Linked DNA regions of Callithrix jacchus: all the other regions are linked to region 3. A link is a contact called in public Hi-C data. All regions are on one chromosome and are shown on one strand. The core of a region is the stretch at or near the end of the contact, and the rest is flanking DNA. Distances in the headings are between cores, read along the strand shown. Region 1 overlaps LOC108593745 (a long non-coding RNA gene). Region 2 has its middle 150 kb from the start of UBASH3B. Region 3 has its middle 190 kb from the start of SORL1.

Region 1 (4,130 bases), core at 546-3,045, 530 kb before region 3:
AATTGAAACACTTAAACTTGACTTTTATTGAATAAATACAGCCAATACAGGACAGAAAAAAAAAAAACCTCAAAATGGATCTGAAATTGACCTTAGATGACTCTTCCAGGCTGCTAACAGTGTGTGCAAGGAGTGTCTCCTTTCTTCTGAGGGCTGGGGAGAGACTTATTGCTGACGAAGTGCACCTGCAGCTTTGAATGGCTGCTCCAGGGCGGGGAGGGGGCACAAGGCATGAACTCAGTGATCTCAAGAGTAAGACTGCCATAGTTAACAAATGAAAATATGACACACAAAGGATCTGAGACATACTACACTAAAAAAGAATTATTTCTTGTTTATTCAAAATGCAAAATGAACTGGGTAGTTCTGTTTTTATCTGGCAACTCTACTTAGGAGATGTGGGGAGAGGTATCTAGGAGACCATTAAAAAGCGGAAAAAAAGGAGTCTCCTGGCTGGTGAGTGAACATTATAATAAAGACAACAAAGACATGAGCATCGTTCCTGTGCCATGTATTTGGAATAAGATTTGTATAGGAATTCTAAGGGGCAAAGTCAATGTCAGGGAGGACTCTAGAAAAAATCAGAACTTAGTTTTGAAGGAAACCAGAAATTTCCCCAAAAAGATGATGGTGGGTGTTGAGGCATGGCATTTCAGGCAAAAAAAAAAAAATGTCCAAAGTTACGGAGTAGTCAAACAACGGCAGTGTCCTTCTCCGTGAAGCCTTTCCGGTCACATCCAGAGGGAATGCACCTTGCCTTTCTCTGTTCTGTCCTCACGCTTTGTTGGAGCCTAAATCACATAGCCCTTATACTTTCTACTGCTGGGACAACTGTGATGTGGAGCCCCATAGAGCTGGCAAGTGGCAGGTAGCTCTTGGAAAAGACTCCAGACTTGTCTACTGTCCTAGTAGAGCAGCAAACCCAGATGCTTTTTGCAGAATATTGATTGAGAGCAAACACATCAAATGTTTCAGCGATTTTTCAAGCAAAGCAACATTTTGCTACAGTGTATGTATATGTACTTAAGTAAACACTGAAAATTGATTTATATACATCAGAGCTTAGGCATCTACTTCCCATGAGAGAGGTAACAACATGAAAGTAAACCAAATGGAAAAATAAATAATATTCTTTGCATTCCCTGCTGCTTAAGTGGATGAGGGAAGTTTCTCTATTGCATATCTCAGCAGTCTACTGCTTTTGCATGTTATCTTTTGGAGGAGAGAGGTTGTCTCATATCTTGTGTGTACTGCTTTCATTCTAGGTTTTAGAATCAGCTGCTCAAAATTCCTCAACTTATGATGTTGTGTAAGTAGATAAGTAGGAGCCTGCTTTTTGTCTCTTTTGGCCACAGAAACTGAAGAACCTTGGATATTTATTGGAGGGGAGCTTTTCTCCCTTCTTCCCCCAGTGATATGCTTTGGAGGCAAACTTATGCAGGGATAGGAGCATGAAGACAGTACCTTCTGCTAGTTTAATGTGGAGATAACATTTCCTTTTTTTTTTTGTTTAAAAATATTGATTTTCAAAGATATACTAACTGGAATAGGTGAGGTTTTTGTTGTGAATTTTCTGTTTTCATTCTGTTGCTTGGGAGGGGGAGGAGAGACCATTTGAAGAATTATACCTGGCTTATCAGCTATCTTAGGGTTCAAAGTGGTTTGAGCCTTTCAGCTGTAGGAACTCTAATATTGCTCCTGAAGTTAATGTTACGTATTGTTTTTCTCTTTCATTTTCCTTGCGCATTTCCTAAAGTTCGGAAGTCCTTGACCAACCCAGGATTTTACCTAGATCTCTGATGACCTACCTTGGTTTTTCTTTACCTGAGAATTGCCTGTATATGGTTCCATGCTCCCTCTGTGCAGTTTGTCTTTTTCAGGACTGTGAGGACAACATGGTCACCTTTACTTTGCTTGGCTGTGGTTTGGGGTGGCATTAACACCAGGATTTCTTTCAGGACCCACTGAGGGTTGGTTTCTGCTCTCCTGCGCCACCTGCTGTCACCAACTCCAAATGCAGACTCGCCAGTCACCAGCCCAGGGCTCCCAGCCCCAGCCAGAGTCCAAACCTCAGACCAACCAGATGTTACTTAGCCTGCCAGATTTCTGTCTGGGCCTTATCTGTACCGCCTTTACTGGCTCACTAGATCAGAATCCCAAATGTCCCCGGATGACTCGCCTCAAGTCACGCAGACCCTGAGCTCTTTGGCTAGAAAGAGGGAGCCTGTTTGATTGGGGGTTGCTGACCAGCGGTTCCTGCCAGCTTTCTGAATGTGTGGCCAGTGGAGGCCGGCCTCTCCTTAGCAGTAAAAAAAGTAGATGGATTTCTTTAGAAATGTCAACAGACACATGACACTGATCCTTTAAGGGACTCCCCAACGTGTTCCCTGACTGGGCTTAGTTTCTCCCAAGTTGCTCAGAAATGGGAATCTTTGCCTTTTGCTTTTGAGCACGCTGGACTTTTCTGCAAACTCACAAAAGTTGGTAATTCTAACCAAGGAGCCCCAAGAAAGTGGGGTGCTGCTTTCTATTAGTTAAATTAAGTACCTCCGTTATTCTCTGTTTTACGTTGAAGATCTCTTGATGGCAGGGACTTACACATTTGCTCCCTCTCCATCGCACACAGCCTGGCACACATAGGTGCTTCACACATCCTATTAAAAGGAGCAGACCCTATCTGGTCAAAATCCTTCTTGGAAGTTCTTTTCTATTTGTCTGTTAAAAGAAAAAAAATGTCAGAGTTGAGCCTGTGAAAGTTTATTCCTGACTTAAGACCGAAAAAATAAAGCTACCCCAGAGAGAAAAACGATGAAGAGCGAGTGCTGTGATTTCTATGATCACTCTGATAAGAATCAGGATAGTGACCAGCCGTGGTCTCCCAAGGTGTGAAAAAAGAAAAGCATATGCATGCAGGAGAGAACTGAGTTAGATATGAGATAGAACTTCCTGAGAGCAGAGGTTATGGGGTCCCCTTACAAAAACTGAGTTAGATATGAGATAGAACTTCCTGAGAGCAGAGGTTATGGGGTCCCCTTACAAAATAAAAATGGGGGTTTATGTTAGTAAATATTCTGGAGAGAGGTACACAAACATTCAGTTCAATAAATGCTTATTAAACTCCTGCATCATGCCAGCACTGTATTATATGCTGGAGTTAAAAAGAGTATATAGTACCTGGCCGCCAAGAAGAAAGACAAACAAGCAGGCAATTTCAATATAATTTTCTGATTGCTAAGAGAGAAGTGTGCCCAGGGTTTTGTGGGAGAATATGAAGGGGCACTAATTCAAGCTGTGTAGTCAGGGAAGGCTTCCTGGAGGAGGTGGTGCTTGTACTGAATCTTACTATTGGGTGGGTGATATCTAGAGGAATAAATGCAGTCAGCATATTCCAGCAAAGGTGGAAAGCTAGACTAGCTGATGTACAAACATCCTCAGATCATAGAAACTCCTTTCAGTCCTTTGGGATTGAGTCATCTGGGAAATGCTGCTGTCCCATAGGAAATGTCTTATAAGCCTGGCAGCCTAAAGGGGCTCCGTTTTCTGTTCCATGTACAGCTTGTCACCTTGCTGGCACAGCCTCTTGTAAATTTAGGAGGGAAAGAGTAAAAGAAGGAATCCTATCTGCATCCAAGGGTCATGGTCCATGAAGCAGCCTCGGTGCTCTAACATTCAGGGAGCTGCAGAACTGGTGTTTGATGCATCAGATCTGATACATTTGGGTTCAAAGAGAATAAACCAACTAGTGCTGAAAATTCTCTCCCAGCAGCTACTTTTTGAGTTCCAACAGATTGTTCTAGCCAGCCCCATTGGCCAGGTGGGAAAACTGAAGCTGAAAGGCATGAAGTCACTTTCTGGGACTTGGGGAACAACTATTGGCTGCTGCATGGTAATTTAGCTTCTTATTTCTCACTTCATTGCTGCAGTTAGTACCTTCCCAGGGTGGGAAACTCTGAGAGTCAATTTTCCCAGAAAGACGCAGTTTTGAAATGGCAGGCCTGTTAGTAATGGCCTGTTTCCACTGGGTATCCTGCCCACTGGGCTGGCACTATGGGGGTGGGGGTTCCTAGCCACCCCAGGGAGGTCATTCAATCCCAGCCATGGCAGTTGGTGTCCTTGGTGCTCTGGACCAC
Region 2 (4,581 bases), core at 1,771-4,270, 820 kb before region 3:
TGCCTGGACAAGGAGCATATTTTCTAGTATAACAAATAGATAAGTGAACAGATAGGTACACTATGCTGTGTTAAGTACAACAATAGCAGCTCACCATAGGGGAGATGGAGGTCCATACCATCTTCTTCCTATGTTGGCTGCCTTCCCTAAGAGACGCACTATTATAAATTTATTGTGGCTTTTCATCTGTGTGCATTATGTCTCTAGGATGTGTAAATACCAAAGTGCACAGAGAGTCTCCCAGTTCATTCTGCCTCACAGGTATCCTAGTCACCTGTATGTCAAGGGACAGCTATCTTTCCCCATTCACGATCAAATGTCCAGAAAGGACACATGATAGATCCTGCAACAGGATGTCCAGCCAGTACTTATTACCTGGAGGCTGAGAAACAGACCCATGCCTCTGTCATCTTCCAGATACTCAGGACACATATTTGAAGCACAAGTGGAGTTCCACTGGCCCCTTGGCCAGGACCTCCAGGGTCACAATAGTTAGACCATTTAGAGCAGCTTCATTGGACCCTCTCCCTCGATAGTCAGGATCCAGCCCTTTAAAAGTAACCATGACCCAGCAAGGTGCTGTTTGCTAGAATAAGGTGGGATTTCTCCACGTTTTCACCTGGGGCTGGACTTTCTGAAACCTTGGCATTTTTTTTTGGAACATAGTCTCACTCTATTGTTCTGGCTGGAGTGCAGTGGCACCATCTTGGCTCACTGCAACCTCTGCCTCCTGGGTTCAAGAGATTCTCCTGCCTCAGCCTCCCAAGTATCTGGGACTACAGGCATGAGCCACCACTACCAGCTAATTTTTGTATGTTTAGTAGAGAGAGGGTTTCACCATGTTGGCCAGACTGGTCTCAAACTCCTGGCCTCAAAGGATTTGTTCCCCCCACTCCTCTTGTCCAGCTTCTCCCAAAGTGCTGGCATTTCAGGTGTGAGCCACTGTGCCTGGCCTCGGCATTCATTTTTATTCACAACTACACACCAAGTGATTGTTCTTCTTGTGTTTTAAGCCTTCTCCTTTTAAGCCCTGGGCCTGACCTGTCTGTTTACCCACTCACTGACCTTGCTTTAAGCCTCTCAGATTAGATTGGACTGACACCCCAGTGACTCTGAGTACCAAGAACAGGTAGAAACCTGATTTTGATTTCTTTTTGCTTGCCTTATGTGATACTGCTAGTTTGTGTCAGTGTATTCGTCCTAAACATTCTTTCATTAAGGAGCCTTTAATGACTCCTCATTTCCATAGCCAACATTTTACACTCTTGATCCTACCTTCTGATCCCAGTCTGCATTCTAGCCTTATATCCCTCTGCCGTGCAGCAAAGCACCTCAGTGCCAGCCATGATGGATTATTCCCTGGCTCCAACACATTCCTGCTTGTGTGTAAGTTACTTTATGCCTCAAATATGCTTCATTCCTCCTTTGCCTTTGAAAATTGTCCCATCTCCCCAGCTCCTTTCCCCCACCCCCACCACCTTGAGATGGTTCATTGCTTAGTCACCCAGGCTGGAGTGCAGTGGCTTGATCATAGCTCATTGCAGCCTCAAACTCCAGAGCTCAAGCGATCCTCCTGCCTCAGCCTCCCAAGTAGCTGGGACTACAGATGCTCACCCCCACAATGGGCTAATTTTTATCATTTTTTTGTAGAGATGGGGGTCTTGCATGTTGCTCAGACTGGTCTAGAACTGGCCTCAAGCAAACCTTTTGCCTCAGCCTCCTTAGTGGCTGGGGTTACAGTGCCTGGTTAACTCCTATTCACTGTTCAAGACCCAGACAAGGCCTCTCACTGTTGAGAAGCAGAGTCTCTGATTGTCTTTTGCACAGGCTGAAGTGATGACCTCCATTCTTAACATTCTTAAGCCAGTTGTGTAATTTGCACATAGCTCTTTGCCATACGCTATGGCAATGATTTCTCTATGTGTTCTCCACTAGTCTATATGCATTCTGAGATCAGAAAGCATGCCTCTTTTATGTTATCCTGAACATCCAGGACAATGACTGGCGTTATCATACATGTCTCATTATTGTTTTTGGAATAAATACATGGATCGGTTTTAACTCCACTTGCTGTATGTTTTGAAAACAAAATTAATTTTACAGTGGTAAGGACAGATAACACTGAAAGTATCACTAAGATGGCAGTTTTTGATATGAGACACTTTAAAAGTTAGCCCGGCACTGTCATGCACATCTGTCGTCCCAGCTACTGGGGAGGCTGAGGTGAGAGGATCATTTGAGCCCAGGAGGTTGAGGCTGCAGTGAGTTTTGATTGTGCCACTGTACTCCAGTCTTGGTGACAGAGCAAGACCTTAACACACACACACACACACACACACACACACAAAATAAAAAAGAAAAGAAAAAAAAATTATACCCAGCAGAAAAGTGAAGAGGACCATTTAAAGTAGAGAACTCTTTACTGCTCTACTTTAAAGTAGAGCAGGCCATTTAGCGACTAGGAGAAAATCTCGTGTGTATTAATGAAAGAGGATCTTGTAGGAAATGACAGGTAGTCATACCCAGATCCTAAAGAACTCTGTCTGCTGTACTAAGAATTTCAGACTTTATTCTGTGATCAATAGAGGGACTACTAACCACATAAGTTTTCTAAGTGGTGGAGTGTCACGGTTGGATTTAACTGGTGAGTAACTCTGCGCTTGTGTTTTTGCTCTCTTTCTCCTTTTAAAGATATTGTGCATGGGTGTTCTGGGAAGAGCTTGTCATCCTGTACGCCAGCCTCCTGGCGGACAGGGTTGCTCTGAGACAGCGCGGGCAGTGTTCTCCTCCTGGCTGGGCCACTGGAGGTCAGTGTTGCACCATAGATGTGTTCACAAAGCACCGTGATGCCATTTCTAAGTTGGCTTCTGCCAAGAGTGAATTCGCCATCCCCTGGGCAGCTTGGAAGTTCCCTAGTGCAGACATCTCCCTGTCTCCAGGGATTGGCCTGGTCACATTATGTGGTTGAGGGAGAGCTTTGTCTGAGCAAGAGGGAGAGAGACTGGAAAGCCTTGTGCTGAGAGGGCTGAGGCAGTCATCAAATACGGGAAATTTCGTGTGGTCTGGATTGCATTATCCTGCGTCTGGAATGGGAGAAGCTGGATGCCCCTTTGGGTCAAGGCAACTTTTCTCCTGCCACTTTCTGGTTTGAATCTGGTTGAGGTTAGGGAAGGTTATTATTGTCTTCTGAGTCCCTAGAGATCAAAGATACAAAATGTGTTAGGTGTCTCAGGCTCCCTCCTAGAGGCAGGTCTGGAGATTGGAGGAGGCCTTCCTAGTTCTGCAGGGCTCTGACAACAAAACTACATAGAAAAGGGGAACGGAAACAGCAGCTCACTCGTTAAACACACCCGCTTACCAGTGACCCGTACCCAGAGCAGACTTTGATTGAGGTGTCCAAGAGAACCGTACAGAAGACCAGGAACTGACATTTTTAGTGAGAAACTCTGTGTGCCAGGCGTTTCTGTATATTTTCACATTCAGCTCTCACGATACATGCGTGCAGTGGGTATTATTTTTTGCTCATTTGCTATTTGAAGAAACTGAGGTATAGAGCCGACACTTGAACCATAAGTCTTCTAAAGTACAAAGAGCAAAGATAGCAAGATGACTGCCGGTGGGTACCTTTTTTAGAACCTACCTGAGCTTGAAAACTTGGCTTGAGTCATGCAGGAGAACAGAGCTCTGGCCATGCGACTTAGCTAATAACTCATTTTACATTGCTTGAGAGTAACTTCTTCCTAGTAAGTCATAATCTCTTTAGGCCCGAAACACTTCTACACATATTAACTAATTTGTTCCTTGTAGTAAGTATCTTATCCCCAGTTTTTTAGATAAAGAATCTGAGACTTCGAGAATGTGATTTGCCTAAGATCACATAGTTAATGGTGAGATCAAACTCAGATCCTTCTTACTTCAAATGGGGCACTCTCTGCATGACCCATACCTCTAGGTAAATCTTGCATGATAAAAAGATATTGTCTTATAGCCTAGTTAGAAATAAAATGTACTTCCAATTTTGGTAGCACAACATTTTATTTTTAGAGATGAGGAAATTTCAACCCAGAACAATTAAGTTCCTTGCCCAAAGTTCATACAGCTCTGGGATGAATAATATTATCTTCCCAAGATTCCCAGATTTAGCAAATAAAAAGGCAGAACTATTAGAATTCCTAGTATCGCACGGGCCCTAATTATACTAAAAAAATACTCATTGTTTATCTGAAATTCAAATTTAACTGGACATCCTGTATTTTATCTGACAACCCTATTCTAAATCCAAAGAAGAAAAGCTAAGTTCACTGTTCTTTTGGACATGTTTGAGTTTTGGAAATGCAAATATTTTGAGAAAAGCACTTTGAGCACTCTAAAAAAATGGAAAGACTTTCTATTATTTTATTCTGGCATTGCTAACAATGACCTTTCTGAGCTGTGCTTGCCCCGCTACACCTAATGGATTCATTTTTAAGTACATCCTATGAAAAAAAAAATTGCAAAGCAGTTTTGCAAAATACAAAGAGCTTCAGGACAATTATAAAAGAAAGCAGCCCAGTTAATCATCCCAATTACTCAAGGGAAACC
Region 3 (4,434 bases), core at 1,859-4,358:
TAATGATAAGAAACAAAGTCTACATGTTCAGTAGAGACACAGCCATCCATATGTGTATATATTTTAAAAATATTTTGTATCCGAGACCAGTTGAATGCATGGATGAATAACCCCATGGATACAGAGAGCCGACTATAAGAGGAATTTCTTACAGGCAACGGCAGCAGCACAGGTTGTGGCTGATGGAGGGTTTCATTAAACAGGGAAAAGAAGTGACTGGCTCAGTCATTCATGGGTTCAAAGATTGAGGAAAAGCCTCAATCACTGCTGAAGAGCAAGGGGGTCTTACACAGAAATTCCAGACTTGGACTTAATTTGTTTGACCTTGGCTGAGCCACTTAACTCTTAGGAACCTCATCTGTAAAGCAAGAGAGTTTTGGTTAGAAATGCAATATTTTCTTTTACACTGTTGGGAGTGCAAATTAGTGCAACCATTGTAGAAGACAGTGTGGCCACTCCTCAAGGACCTAGAAATAGAAACACCATTTGACCCAGCAATCCCATTACTGGGTATATACCCAAAGGATTATAAATCATTCTACTATAAGGACACATGCAGCACAGTTGACAATAGCAAGGACCTGGAACCAACCCAAATGTCCATCAACAATAGACTGGATAAAGAAAATGTGGCACATATACACCATAGAATATTATGCAGCCATAAAAAACGATGAGTTTGTGTCCTTCATAGGGACATGGATGAATCTAGAAACCATCATTATCAGCAAACTGACACAAGAACAGAAATAAACACCACATGTTCTCACTCATAGGTGGGTGTTGAAAGATGAGAACATGTGGACACAGGGAGGGGAGCATCACACACTGCAGTCAGTTGGGGAGGACCAGGGGAGGAACAGCAAGGGGGTGGGGAGGGTGGGGAGAGATAACATGGGGAGAAATACCAGATATAGGTGATGGGGGGTGGAAGGCAGCAAACCACATTGCCATGTATGTACCTATGCAACAATCCCGCATGACGCACATGTACCCCAGAACCTAAAGTACAATTAAAAAAAAAAAAGAAATGCAGTGTTTTGTTTGTTTGTTTCCTTCTAGCTGTATATAACCACCTGGGAAGGAGGTGACCCCATCTCCAACCCCTTTTCATTGTGATTTCAGCAGCTCTGGTGGCAGGGTCCAGGCAATTCTTAAGTAGGCAGGACTGAGAATTTCTGGATTAGAGCACGTCCAAAAGCTGATTGTCAGAAGGGAGCAAAGTAAGTGAAGCAATGAAAAGGAATTCCTCAGCCATTTCAGACACACAGGCCTTGAACCACTGTACTCACCTGTCTGCCTAACTTGCCTATTTCCCCCCAGGGCCAAGCCCCCTTTAGGATCAGGGTGAGGCTCCCATCAAGACAATCAGCACTTTCCCAACCAACTGCAGGGACACATGTAGTTTTCTGACTGAAAGGAGGAGAGCAGGAAGTCTGGGTCCCTACACACTATGGAGGCACTGGGCCAGATATGTGGCGGTCCCACCATTTTTCCTATGCCTCCCCCACACAGTGGGGCGGCCCCTGCAGCAGGGAAGGGACGAGCGAGGCCCCAACCACATCTAACAAGATGGCCGCGTTGTCTGCCTGCCTGGCTGATGCCAGCGCCAGCCGCTAGCTCCCGACATGCGGGACTTGAAGCATCTGCCAGACTGATGCTGGCTTTTGATCAGTACCATGTTGAGCCAGAGACCTGCAGGGAAACGGCCAGGCTCCCTGCAGTCGACTAGCAGGAATCTTTCTTGCAAACTTGAGAGAGGTGCTTGAAGAATTTGAGCACAGATTTAAAAGTGAGGTGCAGGCAGGGGGAAGGGGAATGGAGGACCGCTTGACAGAGGCTGTCTTTTCAAGGCCAGGTTATTCTGTCTCCGCTAAGGGAGAAGACAGACACCCTTTTCTGGCTGGTGGTTGGAGCAGGATTTCTGGGCTCCCTTAGAACATTTTGCTGCTCTGCCCTGGGGGTCAGAGGGAGTCATTTAGCTTCAGCTCACGAATCTGTAAAACCCTGAAACCACCAGGATGGGTCCCTAGTCTCCCTCGTGTCCGGCTCCAGGGTGTGGCAGTAAAACCGCAGCAGGGCCGTTTACAAGACACTTGATTCCAGCCAGTCCACTCGCCAGAAGGCCTGCAGGGCTCCTGTCTTCTAATGGGTCCTCTGGGGCCTGGACTGCTGTCCTTAGGAAACCCAGTCTACATCCTTGGCCCCTAAAAACTGTGTGCTAAGACGGGTAGCCCCCTCCTCTTCTGCCCCCTTCCTGGGACACCAGGCCAAGTGGCAAGCAGAGGTCCAGCCCAAGAAGCACTGTGTTTTGTGTCTGACAATAGCGGCCTACGTGACTTGAAGGACTCTGCTCTTAGTATACCAAATGCACACCAGTTTTGCTTATTTGCTCTAACCTTCAAAGAACCCAGAGGTCCCTTCCTAGTTCAACAAATAAATCCAGTTCCACTCTAGCGGGCCTCCTGGACAAAGTTCCATTGTTACGCCTTCCCTAAATGTCCACGGCTCGCTCCCTCTCGGGCACACTAGCCCCACGCCTGTTCACCCTTCTTTCGTTTTGGGATAAATCAGCCTCCTTTTTTGTTTTGTTTTGTTTTGCTTTAATTCTTTCAAAGGGTAAGGAACGTTGACACCCCCTGAAACATGCCTCTGATGTCTGGTTAGACTTCAGACGGCTGTATTTGAACGTGCGCTGACGCAATCGGGCAGATTGGGTTAAACCAAATATTACAATTGCAAGAACTCATCTGGAACTAATAATTTTGAGGCCACCGAAAGTAAAAGGGCCCTGCTTTGGGGCTGGCCAGCGGCGGAGGCCAGCTCGGGCCAATGCTGCCACCTGCCGAGGGCGCCGGGAACAGGGCGCGCCGCCCCGGCCTTCCTGTTTTGTTCTGGCCCCGCTCACCGGCTCCCACGCAGACAGGTTCGCCAGCCAGCCAGACCAGGGCTATTTTAAAAGGCTAGCGCCTCTTCCCAGTCCGTGGTGTAAAGATAGCTGGTCTGGCTGTCCCGTGTCTTCGCTGGAAAGCAAGACAACTTCCCAATTATAGAGCCGGGGCTGGCTGCAAAGGCAGTTGCAGTTGGAGCGCGATTAAACATGTGCCCCGTGGATTACACAGATCATGTGTCAGTGGCTCGCCTAGGAGGAAGGCTCGTTTAAGTTTAAGATTTTTATTTTGCGGGGGATGAAGGGGACGTACAACTCCGGGTTATGTCGGCGCATTGCTGAACTGCGAGTCACATGCCAGATCCAGAAATGATGAAAACATCTGTTTTTGCTTTAGACCAGCGAGGCTCTGGCGGTGGGGAGGGGCGCGGGAGGGACGGGAATGGCTTTGCTCACCAGCACCATCTGCTGAGCCTGCTGTGGAAACGCGTGCGTCCCCAGCACAATGCAGGTTGCCGCTCGCCCCGGGAAGGGGGAGATCAACAGGTGGGGGTCTCAGCCCGCGCGATCACTCTCCATGGAGAACAGCCCCGATTGTGCCCTGGGGACTGTGCAATTCCGTATTGTCTCGGAGTGTTCACAACAAAGAGCTTTGTCCCTGGGGACAGTCCGAGGGCAGAGGAGGAGGAGAGAGAAGCAGCAAATGAATTCCCAGGTTGGGAAGGCAGGAGGTAAAGGGGGAGGGGAGTAGCTCCTTGGTGGTTTGCAGACAGTAAAATTTTGCTGTTCTTTCTGGCTGAAGTCTACCAGAACAAAGGAACCACGTCTCTAGGAAAACTCCCAGCTGCACTTCCCCCCACCGTCCCTCTTGCCTGCGATGGTAGCTTTTGCTCAGCATGTCTGAGAATGTTCCAGTATTCACCGAGACCATTCTGGTCAGGCAGGGTTTGACCAGCCCTTCAACACGCAGTCCTCTCAGCCTCAGACCCCAGCGCTGGGATGGTTCTGAATCCGAGCCATACTGACAGCCTAGCCAACTGCATTCTTTCGATGCACAGCAAATATTTACTGCCTGCCTGCTAGGTGCCCGGAACTCACTCAGCACAACTATTTGTCATACGGTTTAAAAAACAATACAAATATGTCAGAGGAAATGTATGCTTAGTGTCAAGTGCGTGTTTGAGACAATGACATCTCTGAGTTCAGAGGAAAAGTGAGGATTGCAGACTTCCAATCTACCTTTCCTCGGTATTGGGGCAATTCTGAGAAGCTGGATTTCTCCAGTTATGGGCTGTGTAGTCAAATCCCCTGAGTAACCGATTTTAATCAACCTGCTTCAGCTCTGACCTCCAGCCCTCTGGCGTTAAGGATAAATCCTCTACCGTTCCCATCCAAACGGCATCCATTACTCACAATCAGAATTGGGTGGGGACCTAGACTCCACTCCCAGGCATCTCCTCTGGGCCAGGTACAAAATTCTGAGATGCAACCAGATGAACAGTGCTTCCCAACAGCACACAGAGAGGTTAATCCAAGGGAGAAAA

The links. Hi-C and Micro-C count contacts between places; a contact is called where the count stands out from the background.
Region 1: a contact with region 3 is called in a Hi-C map of skeletal muscle, with 14 times the contacts expected there. The contact joins two enhancer-like sites. A contact is called at or near these places in 2 of 3 Hi-C or Micro-C datasets (both in skeletal muscle).
Region 2: a contact with region 3 is called in a Hi-C map of skeletal muscle, with 7 times the contacts expected there. The contact joins two enhancer-like sites. A contact is called at or near these places in 3 of 3 Hi-C or Micro-C datasets (induced pluripotent stem cells and skeletal muscle).

The regions. Positions count from the first base shown.
Region 1 is chr10:21,837,361-21,841,490 of calJac240_pri, reverse strand. All of the region lies in intron 2 of LOC108593745 (a long non-coding RNA gene), which reads left to right. Among named protein-coding and RNA genes, the nearest start is that of BLID, 99 kb to the right of the region's middle. Within about 2 kb of position 1,795, at least 4 of the 16 cell types and tissues checked have an H3K27ac peak or open chromatin away from gene starts, as enhancers often do. A contact at or near this core is called in skeletal muscle, where this site is marked.
Region 2 is chr10:22,130,245-22,134,825 of calJac240_pri, reverse strand. No RefSeq gene overlaps it. Among named protein-coding and RNA genes, the nearest start is that of UBASH3B, 150 kb to the left of the region's middle. Within about 2 kb of position 3,020, at least 2 of the 16 cell types and tissues checked have an H3K27ac peak or open chromatin away from gene starts, as enhancers often do. A contact at or near this core is called in skeletal muscle, where this site is marked.
Region 3 is chr10:21,311,500-21,315,933 of calJac240_pri, reverse strand. No RefSeq gene overlaps it. Among named protein-coding and RNA genes, the nearest start is that of SORL1, 190 kb to the right of the region's middle. Within about 2 kb of position 3,108, at least 13 of the 16 cell types and tissues checked have an H3K27ac peak or open chromatin away from gene starts, as enhancers often do. A contact at or near this core is called in skeletal muscle, where this site is marked.